Regions from separate parts of the Ovis aries genome. Here region 2 is linked to region 1. Evidence: chromatin contacts called from public Hi-C data. All regions are on one chromosome and are shown on one strand. The core of a region is the stretch at or near the end of the contact, and the rest is flanking DNA. Distances in the headings are between cores, read along the strand shown.

Region 1 (3,011 bases), core at 243-2,742:
CTTGAGCACTTACTATATGCTAATACCGTCCCAAGCACTTTACAATTTAACCTCATAATTCTATTAGATAGGTACTATTATTATCCCCATTCCTCAGTTAAAGAAACTGACATAAAGAGTTAAATAACTTACCAGTAAATGGCAGAGCAAGTTATCTGTATTCAGGGCCCATATTCAACCACATGGCAATTAGTTGGATTCCCAGGATAGGAGACCCAGGAGTGTCATGGATGAGGGCACTCTGACTCTTTCCCTACAAGTTCCTCAGATTTTGTGACATCAAGAGGGTTTTGATCACATTTTCTTTGGCCCCTTGGTGAGGTCTCCATCAACTTAACAGACAACTATGAGAAAAACCATCTCTTCAGAGTCCACAGAGAGCTGGGTTCAAATTCTAGGGTTACCACTTTACTGGTGAACTTGACCAAATCTAATTCTCATTTGCTTAATGGGAGTAACAGTGCTTTACTGGGAGGTCAGGAGGATTAAATATTAAGTCAAACCATATGAAATGGTTGTTTCTGGAAGTTAAAAACAGCGGTGGAATCTATCAAAATAGTTAGCTTTCCTTTGTGCTTCTCCACTCTTCGGGTGGCCCTGGGGATTCGTTAAGTTGCGCACTGCTGACCTACCCTGTGAAAGCTAGTAAATTAGCCTTGGGACAGCCTCATGAGATTTGGCAATTACTACAAGGATCTAGAACTACTTTCCAGCCAGCCAAAAGTACATCCCTTGGGGACCAGAGGAGTCAAGAGCCACGAAAGTCCTGTGCCCCGACACAAACTCAGCGCGCTTTCGCTTTTCTTCCCAAGTCCTATTTTGTCTTTGTTATCGCTATAAGACAGGTACTGATGTTGGTTGCATTTTGAAACGTGGAAACTGAGGCTTAGAGAGGGTCAGGCCTCATCCAAGGTCTCGGGCATTGCGCAGTGCTGGCAATAACGAGGGTCTGGTGTTATATCTATCAGGCAAGGAACTGCCTCTGGTTGTGTGCCCTCCACAAGGTCCTTGAACCTTTCTCTCCGACCTGTTTCATCTTCTGGAGAAGGGCGTTATTAACTCCCTTTCTCCTACCGCTCGCTTTCCGATTCAATCCAGCCTCTCTCCGGCCCGCCCTTGGGGTGCTCCGGCTGTGGCGAGAGGACCAGTGCGGAGACACTGCGGAGAAAGCGCAGGCATCAGGGCTTTGAGTGTGCTGGCGCACAGCCGCAGCTCCCCGGAAATACTGATATTTACTTTCGACCAGCGATAGAACTTGGCTTGACATCACCAGGTTCAGGCCGACTGCCAGAAACAATCAAGCGCCATAACGGAGGAACTGAAACAACCTAACCCCCGGAAAGGCGGGACAGTTGTGCCAATCCCACAGCAGGCGGGGCCAGAAAGCTCGGGTGGGCACGGCCCGCGCCTGCGCGCCGCCATCTTGCTCCAGGAGGGACCGCCTCCCTGCCGTCTGGCGGCTGGTTAGCCAGAAGGCGGGGCTTCGCGACTCGGCGGGGCGTGGCCGGGCGATGGCGACCGCGGATCCCGACGGGCAGGCTGCGCCCTCTATCCCGGGACCCCGGCCCAGCGGGACAGAAGCTGCGGGGCTGCTCTCCGGGCGAAGCGGCATTGGAGCCCCCCGGTTGGGGGAGCGGATCCCGGCGGCTGTGGAGAAGCGGGGCCCGTACATGGTGGCGCGCGCGCCTTCCATTCAGGCCAAGCTGCGTGAGTGCGGCCGGATGAGGGGTCTCTGCTTGGGCGGGCTGCCGCGTTCCCGGGCTGGCTCCGGAGCGCCGCTGGGGCGACCCCGGAGGGGCAAATGCAGCCCGCTCCCGCACCCGAAAATCTGTTCGGAGAGCGGGCCCCTGGCGTTTGGGAGACACGGCGGAGTAGAGAGGAGCCCGCTGATCTGGGCCCTTTGACTTCCAGAGAAGCACCGGGACCTGGCCAAGGCGGTTCTGCGGAGAAAAGGCATGCTGGGGGCCGCGCCGAACCGCCCCGACTCTTCAGGGAAAAGGTCTCAGCAGGCGCCACCTCCTCTGTGCAAGCGTTTTCACAGTAGGCCCTAGTGCTCAGGCTGGGAGACCGAGTACCCACGTTTAAAGCCGAGTTAGTCATTCCCCTGACGCCGGCCTGTCGGGTTCACTGTTTAAAAATGGAAAGAGGAACGACCTTTTCTTTCCTTTCCAGGGTGTGATGGTGTCGAGGAAAGAGCTTTGTTATGAGTTTTGTCAGTTCTTAGGGTCAATCACTGTCTAAATTAGGGAGGAGCATAGTGGCTGGGGTCCCCAGGATTGAGGATGGAGAGCAGCGTGGGAACAGCTAGGACTGTGATTTTTTCCTTAACAGAATGGTAAGCGCTGAGGGCTGGATAGGATCTTCACCAGGGCTTGAGCGAAGGCAGTTGAAGGAATTTGCCTAAGGACTTTGATTTTTCTGTTCTCAGGTTAAATAAGGTGGGGAGATGGGGCTTTTCCTGATTCTTAGAAGAGGAGGTGTGCTTATCCTCAGAAGTAGCAGGGGGAGCGGTGTGGGGAAGTGCACATACTAAGGAGCTGTAGCGGGATACACGGCAGGCAATGGTGGCTGTCCAGGTAGCAGATAAGCCAGGAGCAGTGCAGTCAGTTTTTTTGTTTTCCCCATAAGGGCGAGGACGCTGGCTTTCCCTGTGAAATGCTGGCATTGCATCTATGCTTGGTCTTTCCCCCATCTCCCCTCAGGTCAGTGAAGTTTAACAAGGGCTACACTGCTCTTAGTCAGAGTCCAGATGAAAACCTGGTGTCCCTCGACTCTGACAGGTAAGTGCTGTCCTTGGAAATACCCCTTGGGGAGTGCCTTGGATAACATTGCAGACGACTTGCTTCGCTTTTTCCCTGTCTCTTCCAAGACCTTTTGTGCATGTTCCAGGGCTGCTGCTTCAGAGCACTGTCTCTTCCGGGATGGCTTGCTTAGAGGACTCATAGGTGACCTTGCTGCTCTTGGATGTGAAGCACCAACCTTGTCTGGGGGAGTCATCCTGCCCTATTATG
Region 2 (3,241 bases), core at 341-2,840, 260 kb after region 1:
CCTTAGCTGCCCACAAGGCTTCCTATCCCAGTTGCTCCAGGATGTTTACCCTTGAGTTTGGTCTGATTTCCGCTAGTCTCAGTTTAACCTCTTAGGCTGGTCAGGACTTACGTGCTTATTGAGCCATCTGTTCTTACACTGTGCCAGAGGCTTGGTGAGAGCAGAGAAGCCTTTTTAAACACCTGGGAGAAGTGAGAGATTCCTTCCCTGTTCTTAAGTTTGGGCTGCAAGAAGGACTCATTTTTATAATAGGGGACCAGCAAGGCCAGTGTGGGAGCAGGCCAGACTGGTATAGAGTGAGCACGCTCTTGCCTATTCACACTTCTTGGGCTAGACGGCAAATGGCAGTCAGCCCAATTCTCCTGGGCCCTGGTCACATCCTCCCCCTCAAGGCTGACTTGGTAATAGAGCCCACCTTCCCAGAGCTTATAATTTACCAGGAAGTTAGATGTGCAGAGGAGGCAGGCGCCTCATGTCCTGAGAAGCTCTGCTCACCCAGCACGACAGTGCTTCAGCCTGGGAGCTCCACGAGGACAGTGGTCCATTGGGCTGACATACCCTTGGTCTCCAGCACCCAGCCCAACCAGGTCTTGGAACTCCTGGAGCCTGAGTCCCAGCCCAACCTTGAAAAGCCTGGCCTCTGCAGAGGCATTGGAGTGGTGTCTGAATAAGACACTCTTGGTTGGGGTCACTGAGGTTCTTGTCCCAGCCTGGACTGCTCTCTGCTTTATAGGGGTTACAGATGGCACTCTTTCCACCTGCAGATCTGCCCACTAGCCCTGTGGACCTGGTGATCAACTGTCTGGATTGCCCCGAGAATGCCTTCCTGCGGGATCAGCCCTGGTACAAGGCAGCTGTGGCCTGGGCCAACCAGAACCGGGCACCAGTACTCAGCATAGACCCTCCTGTGCATGAAGGTGAACAGGGCATCGATGCCAAGTGGTCGCTGGCTCTGGGCCTGCCTCTGCCTCTGGGGGAGCATGCAGGCCGTGTCTATTTGTGTGACATCGGCATTCCCCAGCAGGTCTTCCAGGAGGTGGGCATCAACTACCACTCGCCCTTCGGCTGCAAGTTTGTCATCCCACTGCACTCTGCCTAGAAGGGCTCTGGGTGGGCTGGACCTCGTAGTCCCCTTCTGCTCCTGACACTGAACTTGACAGCGAACGCCTTAAGGATGTGAAGCTTCATGGACCTTGTTGTTGAATTTTTTCTCTTTTCATTTTGTTTCTTTGAAAGAACAGATCATATTTAAAACTGACCTGTCATGTGCCCTGAGCCAGGGAAAGCTTCCCTGCTGGGGGCACGGGGTGAGTGGCAGGCTTAAGTGCACAGTGGCTCCAGGCATCTCTACACTCGGCCCCCTGCATGGTCAGGTGGGGCTTTGTTTACAGACATAGGCAGCTCACAGACCGTACATGTCAGGTTTACAGCCGCTGGGTCTGGGCCGACGCCTCACGGGGTGGGGCAGCCCTGTTCGGGGGGGTCTGTGCTTGCTCTGGTTCAGAGCTTGTGGCTTTGTCTCCCCTGCTTCCTCCACCCAAGCGGCCCTTCCTCTGATCGTGTAGAACTGGCTGCGCTGCCACTGTCCGCTAGAGGGCAGACTTGCATTCTCGGTTCAGTTTGAGGGCTTTGAGGCCTTCCCCGAGCCCCACCGTTAAGATGATGGGGGCTTTGACCCTTTCTCCTGAGCTGATCAAGTTTTATGCTAGATTTTTTTTTTCCCCCCCAAGGGTCCTTCCTCCTTTCCACTCCATCACTCTGAGAGGCAGGGAAGGGGGAGCCAGGGTGGCATCTGAATGGTATTACTGTATTGGGATTTTTTTTTTTAACTGTTTTTCTGTTGTCTTCAGCACAGGTAGTATAAGCTTATGTTACTGTAGAACCACAGTGCCCATCTTGCCAGCAGTGCCCCCCAATCCCATACTCTCTAGCTGGGGACTGAGCCTTTGCCTAGTCTGGGGCCAGACCCCTCAGGGTGCAGCTTTAATGTTCAGTATTGGGGAGGCCCCTGGGGGAGCCTGGTGCTGAACCAGAAGAGGCTCCCTGGTGCTTCTGTCCTAAGCCACCACGCCCCCTCCTCTTTGCCTGCACCCAGACCCCTACTTTCCTGCCCCCTCTGCCCTTCCCCTGAAATGGTCCTTTGCAGCTGTGGGCGCATGTCCCTCCCACCCCCCCAGCTTTTAGCATCTGGGCCTTGAACCCTTTGATTGTCCTCTCTAGATGTATAGGCTCAGGGCCAGCACCCTGTCTCACAGATGCCAAAATGAGGCTAGTTCTGGATGAGCTAGCTGGTGGGCCTCAGCCTTAGGAACACAGTGCTGCTCAGATCCTAAGGCACTGAGCCCCTATTCACAGTCCCTGGAAGTTGGCAGAACGGGAGCCATGTCCTGAAGTTCCCGAGAGGGGCCCTTGCAGAGGCTTGTGCTTTAAAGCCTTTTTCAGAGCTTCAGGCTTCCTTCTGCTCTATGCCCACCCAGTATGGTTAAGGGGTTGAGTGGAAGGGCTTGCCAAGGATCATGGACGCAGGGTAGGCCCTGGTACCCTGGGTTTCAGGATACTTACCACTTTCCTTATAGGAGCATAGCTGGGGCAGATTAGGCAGGGCAGAGAGGGCTGGTCCCTCCTTTCCTCCCAGCCTCCCTCAGAGAGTCTCCAGCAGTAGAGGGAGGCCAGTGACTGTGAATCCCGTGCTGTGTATCCTTCCTGAACCTCTGCTCACTCTCAGGGCCGAGAAGCTCCTGAATGAGGCCCTCTCTTCAGAGGTGGGGCCGTAGTTTGAGGAGCAATGCTGGGTTACAGGCATTTTAGTAAGCAACCACTCAACAGGCTCTGGCTGCCTGTTAATGCGGTGAGGTCTCCTCAATGGGTCCAGAGAAAAGCAAGCTAGAACCCTGGCCCAGAAGACTCTGCTTGCTCCAGTGAGTCATGGTGACCCTGTGGCTGATGGCCTTGTGTTGAGGGGCCACTGGGAGTTGGTGCCCAAGCCTCTATTTTCTCCCCAGGTGGCACTGGAGCCTCTTCCTGCCCTCAGCCTGGGCCTTCCCCAGTGGTGGTAAAGATGGCATGATTCCTCCATCTTCACCTCTTTTCAGAGGCATCCTACCCACAGTGCCCAGCTCCCACGGGGCCCGTCAGGTGGCCAAAACTCATGCAGCTCTTGGGGAACCAAAAACCAGCACTAAAATAAAGCTGACGACAGGAATCTTGTGTGCTGTGGTACATTGCTGTGTGGGCTGCAGTG

What was found. Hi-C and Micro-C count contacts between places; a contact is called where the count stands out from the background.
Region 2: a Hi-C map of hypothalamus shows a contact between it and region 1, with 2.0 times the contacts expected there. The contact joins the enhancer-like site here to the promoter of FAM219B in region 1. A contact is called at or near these places in 4 of 16 Hi-C or Micro-C datasets (hypothalamus, liver and tail adipose tissue).

What each region holds. Positions count from the first base shown.
Region 1 is chr18:31,447,729-31,450,739 of ARS-UI_Ramb_v3.0, forward strand. It overlaps FAM219B (family with sequence similarity 219 member B), which reads left to right and starts at 1,493. Exons shown (of 5, transcript XM_012098686.4): 1 at 1,493-1,707; 2 at 1,912-1,999; 3 at 2,703-2,780. The coding sequence starts at 1,512.
Region 2 is chr18:31,709,026-31,712,266 of ARS-UI_Ramb_v3.0, forward strand. It overlaps EDC3 (enhancer of mRNA decapping 3), which reads left to right. Exons shown (of 8, transcript XM_012098695.4): 8 at 765-3,202. The coding sequence ends at 1,099. Among named protein-coding and RNA genes, the nearest start is that of CLK3, 16 kb to the right of the region's middle. Within about 2 kb of position 1,591, at least 8 of the 54 cell types and tissues checked have an H3K27ac peak or open chromatin away from gene starts, as enhancers often do. A contact at or near this core is called in hypothalamus, where this site is marked.